Regions from separate parts of the Zea mays genome. Here region 1 is linked to region 2. The links are chromatin contacts, called in public Hi-C maps. All regions are on one chromosome and are shown on one strand. Each heading gives the region's core, a stretch centred on a gene start, on an enhancer-like site or on the middle of the called end of the contact. The rest is flanking DNA. Distances are from core to core; before and after follow the strand shown. Region 1 holds the start of LOC103630763 (pentatricopeptide repeat-containing protein At1g15510, chloroplastic). Region 2 holds the start of LOC100274264 (malate dehydrogenase 2).

The links. Hi-C and Micro-C count contacts between places; a contact is called where the count stands out from the background.
Region 1: a contact with region 2 is called in a Hi-C map of ear, with 5 times the contacts expected there. The contact joins the promoter of LOC103630763 here to the promoter of LOC100274264 in region 2. A contact is called at or near these places in 13 of 25 Hi-C or Micro-C datasets (bundle sheath, ear, endosperm and 5 more).

The regions. Positions count from the first base shown.
Region 1 is chr6:177,275,976-177,280,816 of Zm-B73-REFERENCE-NAM-5.0, reverse strand. It overlaps LOC103630763 (pentatricopeptide repeat-containing protein At1g15510, chloroplastic), which reads right to left and starts at 3,171. Exons shown (of 2, transcript XM_008651828.3): 1 at 1-3,171. The coding sequence starts at 1,954.
Region 2 is chr6:177,102,510-177,108,077 of Zm-B73-REFERENCE-NAM-5.0, reverse strand. LOC100274264 (malate dehydrogenase 2) reads left to right here and starts at 3,230. Exons shown (of 7, transcript NM_001148628.2): 1 at 3,230-3,554; 2 at 3,650-3,823; 3 at 4,280-4,448; 4 at 4,550-4,611; 5 at 5,085-5,209. The coding sequence starts at 3,321. It overlaps LOC100193260 (GTP-binding nuclear protein Ran-A1), which reads left to right. Exons shown (of 8, transcript NM_001138409.1): 3 at 429-485; 4 at 571-688; 5 at 815-904; 6 at 992-1,171; 7 at 1,270-1,347; 8 at 1,463-1,796. The coding sequence ends at 1,532.

The DNA of each region.
Region 1 (4,841 bases), core at 1,922-4,421, 170 kb before region 2:
TTATGAAGTTGTAAGCTTCTGTCAGCTGCCCAGCACGACTTAGAAGATCCACCATGCATGCATAGTGCTTGAGATTTGGAACGATAGAGTATTTCTCAGTCATGCTGTGGAAAAGCTCCCAACCTTCGCTGACCATTCCACCCCTACTACAAGCACATAGCAGAGCGACAAATGTAACTTCATCTGGGCATTCTCCTATTTTCACCATTTGATTGAAGAACGATAAAGCGGTATCCCCATGACCATGAGCAACAAAACCTGCAATCATGATATTCCACGACACAACATCCTTTGCACCATGTGCACAGAACTGTGCCCAAGCATAGCCTGTCTGGCCACATTTTACATACAAGTCGATAAGGGCATTGGGCAAATAACCTTCATATTCAATACCACACCTTAAAACATGTGCATGGATCTCCTTACCACTCCTCAAAGCCCCAGTAGCAGCACAAGCAGCAAGCGCAGCAATAAAAGTGACAGAATTGGGCTTAACATCTGCAAGCATATGCCTGAAATAGTAAAGAGCCTCAAAGTTCCTATGGTTGAAGCAAAATCCTGCGATCATTGAACTCCATGACACTACGTCCTTCTCATGCATGCACTTAAAAACTTCAATAGCCTTATCAATACGCTTGGACTTTGCATACATTTCAAGGATTGCATTTGTAACTACGATGTAGCTTATGAATCCCTTGCTCTCAGCAAGTTCGTGCAACTTGACACCAACATCCAAACTCCCCAAGCAAGCACAAGCAGCAAGGGCACTTGCAATAGTAATATCATCAGGACTTACATTGTTCACTTCCATAAGTGCATACACTTCAAGAGCTTTATCTGGGAAGCCGTTTTTCTCATACCCAGATATCATAGCTGTCCATGTCATGGCATCTCTAGTATCCATTCTTGAGAACACTGTTCTTGCTTGCCTCATCATACCAAGACTCGCATACATCTGAATCAAAGAGTTACAGAATGCAACATCACCGGCAAAACCCCTCTTCACTGCAAGTCCATGCATTTCCTTTGCAAAGGTTACGTCAGATAACAAGCCTGATGCAACAGTAACACTAGTTATTGTCATGAGGTTAGGCTGAACCTCATCATGTAGCATGGTAAGAAACAACTCCAACCCTGCATTGCATTCACCATTCTCAAAATGCCCAGCAATCATCGCATTCCATGAGATACAATCCATGACGGTCATACTGTCAAACACCTTCCGTGCAGCCATAACGTCCCCACATTTGGCGTACATGGTCATGAGTGCATTCAGGACATCGACCTCCTCCCCAAACCCAAACCGAAGAACATGTGCATGCACCTCCCTCCCCATCCTCCAGTCTGGGACGCCCCCACAGCTCCGCAGAACACAGGGGAACGTGTACACGTCCGGTCTCACACCTGCCCACATCATCCTGTGGTACAGGTCCAGCGCCTCATCCAGCAAACCGGACTTCCCGTACCCGCCCACCATGACGTTCCAGGAGAAGACATCCCGTTCAGGCATTTTGGCAAACACCCTCCACGCGTGCCACGTCTCCCCGAACCTGACGAGCATGCTGAGCATGGCGTTCCCGAGGCGGAGACCGAACCAGGCGTGCCGGTCGTCTGCGTGCGCGCACGCGCGCAGCCCCGGTTCCACTGCGCGGCGCCACTCGCAGAGGCGGAACAGCGCGACGTAGGCGTCCTCGTCGGGCGGCTCCGCCGAGGACTCGAGGAGCCAGAGCGCCTGCGCGAGCTGGCCATGGGAGCAGAGCGCTCGCAGCTCCGTGCTCGGGTCCGCGGAAGAGGAGGTGGACGCCGCAGCCGAGACGGCGGCCGAGCTGAGACCGCGTAGGCGCTTCTTTGCGTGGAGGCGGATGGGCGGGAGGGCGCGCGGCAAGGCAAGGGAGGCGAGTGGGAGGAGGAACGGATTGAGTGCGGGTGCGGGCTTAGTGGGCAGCAGCGGCATCTCTGGAAGCGGAGGCGGAGGAGGCGCGCATGGCGCTGGGAGCCACGGCCGCAGGGTTTTGGAGAGGTTTCGGGGCCGACGAGCGGAGGAGCGCGTGGCCAAGCTGGTGACCGCTTGCTCCGCGAGCGCGAGTGGATAAGCAGCGCGAGGGCGAAGCGAGAGGGTCGTTTGATTATTATTATGTCCTCCTCCATCAACCTTACTGGGCCTCCATCATCCTAAGGCCACCACGACTTAGCGGAAGCGTGGAGCCGGGCTCAGCCCAAGCCCAAAAACGTTGAGGAAAATTCACCGGCTTGAATCTTCTGGTCCTGAATAAATTGGAGGCGGAAACGAAGCAGAAACATCTCAAGTTGCAACAATGGCATCGTCCGCTGCTGCAAACACGAAGCCGATCGCGCTCCCGCCAAGGCCAGCGCCAACCCGCGTCGGCTGCTGCTGCTGGAGGACAACAGACACCCAGGCCCACGGTCCCGTCGCCGCGGCGCCGCGGCGCGCCTCAGGGTCTCAGCCTCCGCCGCCCCGTCGGACGTGCCGGACTTCCTCTCTTCCAATTCGGTACTGCCGTTTCGACTTGCCTTGTCCCTCGCTGCATCATCCTCTGCGCGTGTGAGAAGTCTCAGCCAGGTTGAGTACACGTTACGGAATCTAGTTAGATTAGGTTGCGTGATCAGGGCAGACACGGATAGCTGATGGGGCTTTTGGTTTTGGTTTCTAGTGTGTTCTCAAACACGTTTTGGTGACTACTACTTCACTTTTTTCAGCGATAAAGTAAATATATATATTCATAAGAATGGAACAAAACGCTATGAAAGTATCATTTGGATTGATTACCGTGATTCTAACAGTCCATGATGATTGAAATAAAACTCGAGGAGGGGGGGTCGTTTTCAGCCAAAAAAAAGTTTTCAGGAACACACATCAACTGAAATTTGTGTACCTGACTGAGCATTGTATTGACAGGATATTATGAGTGACTAAGGGTCTGTTTGTTTCAGCTTATAGATTATATAATCTAGATTATAATCTAAATTATATAATCCAGATTATAATCTAGATATATTATAATCTACATATAGTTGTTTGGTAGTTTAGATTATACAAATGTAGATTATTCACAAAGACTACAGGCCTTGTTTGTTTTAGATTATAATCTCTCCAGATTATATAATCTAGCGCAAATAATCCAATAGTTAAACAAACATATAGATTATGGGTTCAGATTATATAATCTAAACTCCAGATTATGATAATCTCATAATCTCCTCAAGACTAGCTTATTTGAGATTATTTTGGCAAAAGACTCACTACCCATGGTAATGTAAATAGAAATTACAATATATGACATCATTCTTTTCTCACCTCAAATAAACAATAAGGGTATTGTTGTCTTTGTAAATAATCTACATTTGTATAATCTAAACTACCAAACAACTATATATAGATTATAATATATCTAGATTATAATCTGGATTATATAATTTAGATTATAATCCAGATTATATAATCTATAAGCTGAAACAAACAGGCCCACAATACCCTTGTTTGTTTATTTGAGGTGAGAAAAGAAGGATGACATATATTGTAATTTCTATTTACATAACCATGGGTAGCGGGTCTTTTACCAGAATAATCTCAAATAAGCTACTCTTGGGGAGATTATGAGATTATCATAATCTAGGTTTTAAATTATATAATCTAAATCCATAATCTAGTTGTTTGTTTACCTAATGGATTATTTGCGCTAGATTATATAATCTGGAGAGATTATAATCTGAAACAAACAGGTCCTAAGTCTATTAAGCGGTAAAATGGTTCAATAAATCAAACGGACTAGTGGTTCCCCTTCAGTTTTATAGAATATAATTTCAGGGATTTGGGCAGGCAACTGTCATAGTATATAAACTCATATGTTATTGTTCTACCTAATGTTTCTCTCCAGCGTAGCGCAAAAGGGCCACGGATAGGACTGCTGTCTTTTCACTTTCAGTTGTCAATACTGACTGGAAGTTAATCCTGAACTTGATGGGTTGCAATACTGACTGGAAGTTGCTATTTTTTTACCGAGAAAACTGGAAGTTGCTGTTGTTCGAAACCCGCAAGAGAAAGCCTTTCGGTCCCATGTTGAATGTGATATCTTTGTTCTGTCTGAAAATAATCGCAAAAGAGCATAAACATTTTGGTCGACATTTATGATGACTCTATCGTTCAGTTTAACGCAGAAGAAGTGGTTGAATACCAGCTTGAGTCCTTAAAATACAATGACCAGCCCCGGCAAGATTATGGGATAGAGGTCATGTACCGGGTAACTATACAAGCATGAAAACTGTTCATTTCCTTGGGTATGGTGTTAAATGAACTCAACTTTGGTCAGACTGACAAGTCGTGCGGTCCTACTAGTTTGCAGGCTTTGAACCCCTTCGAAAGGTCAACTTAGTTTGGATGACAGTTTGGTCTAGGACAGGTGGTCTGAAACCTATTCCTACTGGCTTTACACTGGCAGCCAGACTGTGTTACTTACTGATTGCCGCCAATACTGTTCCTGTTTGAACGCTTCCGGCGTCTGTTCCACCATTCAGCTTACAGAGCGCTGCTGGGCCACAAAGGAAGAAACATACTAAGCACTAAGCAGCTTATGGGTTGAAGAGGTACAACAAGGCAAATCGGACATACATACATGATGACCTCCATTATCTGAGTATTAAGTTTACGCTATTCGTGTTGAGCAGGACCGGTTTAAACAAAGAGTTTGGTTAGAAGGAGCCCGGCCAGAGGAGGAAGAAATATTTCAATCCACAATGGTTCAGGTACATGTCACTCTGTCAGCTTGCTTTTCACTTCACTTGCCGTGATTTTCAGCCATCCGGTGGGTTTAATCGACTGTTGT
Region 2 (5,568 bases), core at 1,981-4,480:
AACACTTCAAAAAAATTGTAAGAACTTGTATTTGTATTTCGCTTTTATTATCATATTCTGTGTTGTATCAAATCCGTTTGCTATTCAATGTAAGGCCTCAGATGTGATGCAATGAAACTAAACTTGAGGCGGAGGTTCTTCATTTCGTGTTTCAAATATTTTGAATCCTTATAGCATAGAAATTCTGTCGTCGCACGGCTCTTGAATGGAAATAACATGGTTGTTTGTTGAATACTCTTTTGTCTGTTAGGATGTCAGTTACATTTATCTGCAACCTTCATAAGCTAGATGGTTTGAATTTCAGTTGTTATGGCGCCCTTGTAGGCTTTAGATTCAATAATATTTATATTCTCTACATCACACCTGTCCTATTATATTCTCATCTGTTGACCTGTATGACTTTTCTCACTGATGTTTTCTTGTTGCAGGTAAAACTACATTTGTGAAGAGGCATCTCACTGGAGAGTTTGAGAAGAAATATGAACGTAAGTACCACATTGATTGGGATTTTCTTCATTTAGTTATCATCATTAATACTTCCAGCTTCTCTAATGCATTTTGTTGTTTCAGCAACCATTGGTGTGGAAGTTCATCCGTTGGATTTCACCACTAACTGTGGTAAGATCAGGTTCTACTGCTGGGATACCGCAGGGCAAGAGAAGTTTGGTGGCCTCAGGGATGGATACTAGTAAGTATTATTTGTGATGTCTGAAATAATGTGTGTACATATGCTGTAAAATCAATGTATACTTTTAGTACTTAACTATTTTTGTTACATTCTCTGATGCTCTTTCTGTTTTTTGTTCCCATTCAGTATCCATGGCCAGTGTGCGATCATCATGTTTGATGTAACCTCAAGGCTTACTTACAAGAATGTTCCTACGTGGCATAGGGACCTGTGCAGGTATGTTGATGTCTTTCTTTGTCGTAAACTTGTACTGATGTATAATTTTGTTGGAAAATTTTGATGTCCAGTTATGAATTCATGCAGGGTCTGTGAAAACATCCCCATTGTCCTCTGCGGTAATAAGGTTGATGTGAAGAACAGGCAGGTCAAAGCCAAGCAGGTTACTTTCCACAGGAAGAAGAATCTGCAGTACTATGAAATTTCTGCCAAGAGCAACTACAACTTTGAGAAACCTTTCCTGTACCTTGCAAGGAAGCTGGCTGGGTAATTGACTACCCTACTTCTGTGCATTGCATTTAGTAGTCACAACCAATTACCACCACTCTTATGTTTGTTCTTGACAATGTCATTGTTTTTAACAGTGATCCGAACCTTCACTTTGTTGAAGCTGTTGCTCTTAAGCCTCCGGAAGTTACCATCGACATGGCTATGCAGCAGCAGTGAGTGTCACCTTTTGTCTTATCCAACTTATAATCATTATGGTCCTACTATCCTTTTAATCTGTCTCCTCAATTTGAAATGTTGCGAGAACTGATTCACTTTTCATTTACTCAGGCATGAAGCTGAGCTTGCTGCAGCAGCTGCACAACCTCTTCCTGATGACGATGATGATCTGATTGAGTAGAAAGGATCATGAGTCTTGGACTTGAGCAGGAGTTGTGCCTTGCACGATTTAAGTTGTTCTAGGGTGGACTCTCTCTTGAGTTATCATTGTCTGGATCATTTTTTTCTCCTTGGACTTGTTGCAACTTTTGAGTGTGGAAATGGATTGGAATAGTCGCCATGAATTTGCTGGCTACTTTATACATGTCTTTGTTCATAAACCTTGTTTTAAGATGAAGTTGTGGCAATCCTCTTAGTGCTAATATAATGTTCTATTGTCAGCTGTACAATGTAGAAATGCTTCTATCTTTTTTTTTTCGTGCACGTTCCAGGTGTATTTTTAGGTTTAGGGCTTAGTGTATCTAAACTAGCGCTTAGTGTATAGTTCGTATCATCGTGTGTTTGGTGTCTGGTTATGGCTCTCGACTGTATAGATTGATATATACATTTGAGCTAGTTGGGTCGTAGTAGTCTAAGAAAGTTGTCTATCTGAAAATTTTGATTTAAGATGAAGTCGATGAAATTTTACATTGCTAGTAGCTCCCAGAGAATAATCAGTACGTTGCTCACAAGGTCTTCTTTTAGACTTGATTGGAATCGTGTACGAATTTCTCAGGAATCAGTTTATTTTCTTTAGAATTTTCATATGAAATTACACGTTCTAAAGAGGCCTTATCATGTGAGGCAACTGTGGTGATTTTTTTTCCAGAAAACGACTTCATACGTTACAAACATTTATTTCTACTAGACACGGTAGATTTCCCACAAAAAACCAGCTCAGCCCAGCTGTGAGTTTGACAGTCCATCTCCATGCAGAAGGGAAGCACAACAGAATCGAAGGGAACTTGACCGCTGAACCGCGGCGGCGCGAGCGAGACGTTACGCGCCGCTCCGTCGTGCTCACACACAGTCGTTGTGCACTTGCGCGAGTCGGCGAGTGACACCTTCCACCTCGGCCAACCAAGCACCCAGCAGAGCACAGAACAGATGTGGGTTAATTAGTTGTCATTCGGTAAAAAACAGTATAAAATAGGGTATTCTAAATCTAAGAAGTTTAATGATAATGTTATCAGTAAAAAAAGTTTAATGATATACTAGTAACTTACACGGTACAATTTATATTTAATATTTTAAACATCTGATGTTCTACTTGTTATAAACAACTTCATCCAGTGTATCTCACCCTTCTTTCATTAGGTGTGAGTTCAACCCCAACTCCTGCATCGCTTTTTAACATTTTACGTTGAGTTGATTTGTAAGAAATGTAGGTATTTTTTTTGTAAAAAGATGACACAGAACGACCGTTGAAACTGGTGCAAATTAATCCTCTAAGAGAATCTCTAAGAGCTCCTCAGAAGTCTTCCATAAAATAAGTTTTTTTAGAAAAACACAAAAACGTCTCTCCAACCGTCCCCTAAAGTGCTATTTTTTTCATATCACTTAAAAATCTCTTATTTGTAGCTATAAATAGTATTTTTGGACTATCTAGAAATAATATATCACTTTAAGGGATCTATTGAAGAAAAAAAATTAAAAATCTGCTTCTATTAATATTTTTAGATGTCCTAAAACTTATTTTCATGAGTCATTTTCTCTGAGCACTTACACAGTATCACCTCGGTGGATCGGTCGAACGGGCGGAGACGTCGAGACAACACGCCAGCCCCTCACCTTTTTTCTCTCTCAACCCGCCAGCGCCACCAGCAACTTCCCTCAGATCCCATCCACCCCTCGCTATTAAAGCAGCCCAGGCCGCCGCCCGCCGCCGCTCACCCACCAATCCACAGCGAGACCCGACCCCGCCGTCGCGATGAGGCCGGCGCTGCTCAAGTCCACGGCCGAGCTCCTCCGCCGCAGCCGCGGCTACGCCTCCTCGGCCAACCCGGAGCGGAAGGTGGCCATCCTGGGCGCTGCGGGCGGCATCGGGCAGCCGCTCTCCCTCCTCATGAAGCTCAACCCGCTCGTCTCCTCCCTCTCCCTCTATGATATCGCCGGGACCCCCGGCGTCGCGGCCGACGTCTCCCACATCAACTCCCCCGCCCTGGTACCCCCCGCTTGGCGCGCTCCTCTCATCCTCTGGCCTGGCTCGGACGGACTGGACTGGATCCGAGCTCACTGGTTTCTGCTCGACTCCTGCAGGTGAAGGGGTTCATGGGGGACGACCAGCTCGGGGAGGCGCTCGAGGGCTCCGACGTCGTCATCATCCCAGCCGGGGTGCCCAGGAAGCCCGGCATGACTAGGGACGACCTCTTCAACATCAACGCCGGCATCGTTAAGGGGCTCTGCACTGCCATCGCCAAGCACTGCCCCAACGTAAGCGTCGCGCCCGTGCCTTTGTAGATCTGCAGCTTAGGCATCTAGGTCTGGTTGCTAGATTTGGTATTCTACTTTTGGCGATTGGAATGGCCGGTGATTGGATCTTGTGCAGATCTAACGTCCAGTGCTGATCTGGTGAAGTAAACTAGTAAAGTGGCACACCTACCTACCCGATAGGAAATGGAGTGGCCCTGTTTGCGCAAAACATACAGAATTTACCCCGTCCTCCTTGCCAGCCTCAATGCCTTGATATTGCCACCTGAAGTAAAGAGGACTCACTTGCTCTAGAGCTCATATAGATATGTTAACATCCACGTGCTTTGCATATGAGATGTTAGATGATATTAAGCGTATATACGCTCTCGTTCCTTATATATGTCCAGTGAACGTTTTCATTTTGTTTTTGCTTATTTTCTTCCATCACACTGATCATGTTGATTATATGCTTCTTAGGCTCTTGTCAATATGATCAGCAACCCTGTCAACTCCACTGTCCCGATTGCGGCGGAGGTTTTCAAGAAGGCTGGTACTTATGATGAGAAGAAGCTGTTTGGTGTGACTACTCTTGATGTTGTTCGTGCTAAAACTTTTTATGCTGGAAAAGCGGGTGTGCCAGTTACTGGTAATAATATCATGTTTTAGTTGGCAGTAGACATTGAGATTATGGGTCAGAATTAACTTCTCATCTCCCTTGACATGACTTATTGCTGTGCCCTTTTGCAGGGGTGAATGTTCCTGTTGTCGGAGGCCATGCGGGTATTACTATTCTGCCACTCTTCTCGCAGGTATTGTCTCCTTGGACCACGTCTGAGGCTTCCTGCAAGAATGATATACATGATCCCTCCAAAGTTTACCAAGTTGGAATTAGAATGTATATAATCAATGGCAAAAATGACCTTTTAGAATAAATATGACTTATGATGATCAAGTAGTGTATTAATATTGTTGGCAACAAATGCAAACTGATTAGCAAAGAGGTTGTGTTTTGTGGACTGGACCACTGGAGTCAAAAAGAATGTTTGTCTATACTAGTGCAATAATTTCTATTTATCAATTGTGCATAAGAATTCTAAAGCTATCTTTGGCTATTGTTTTACATAGCATAATCCTTGCTTGTACAGTTGTACTAAAATACTATGCAAGTGATAGTCATTTCTATTGTCATGCTAGCTGTATTCTATGATGTATCTTGTATCTCTGAAGCTAGCAACTCAAACATAAACTTTGACCCTAAAATCAATATTTCTGTTTTATACAGGCCACTCCTGCAAGCAATTCATTGTCCCAAGAAGACATTGAGGCCCTCACCAAGAGGACACAAGATGGTGGGACAGAGGTGGTTGAAGCAAAGGCGGGAAAAGGCTCTGCAACGTTGTCCATGGCGTAAGTCTAGAACATATGGACTGTTGTTACTGCCAGCATGTCTACTGGTTGCACTATAGCATATCCTGTCTGTTTATGAGTCCTTTGGTATACTCCGTGTATTTTCTACTATGCTCTGCAACCAGTCAATCAGTAGATGCTTCCTGCCTTCATTGATTTTCTATGAAGAACTACTTGTGGCATAAATTAGCTGCTGCATCAATGGATGATTCTTCCATTCATTAAATTTTCTATGAGCCCGTGGCATAAATTAGCTGCTGCATAATTGCCTATTACATGCTCGTGCACATACCGTCTGGTAATGCTAAGCCTATAGCTTCCAAGCTAGTTAAATGCATGGGACCGGAATTTACTAAATT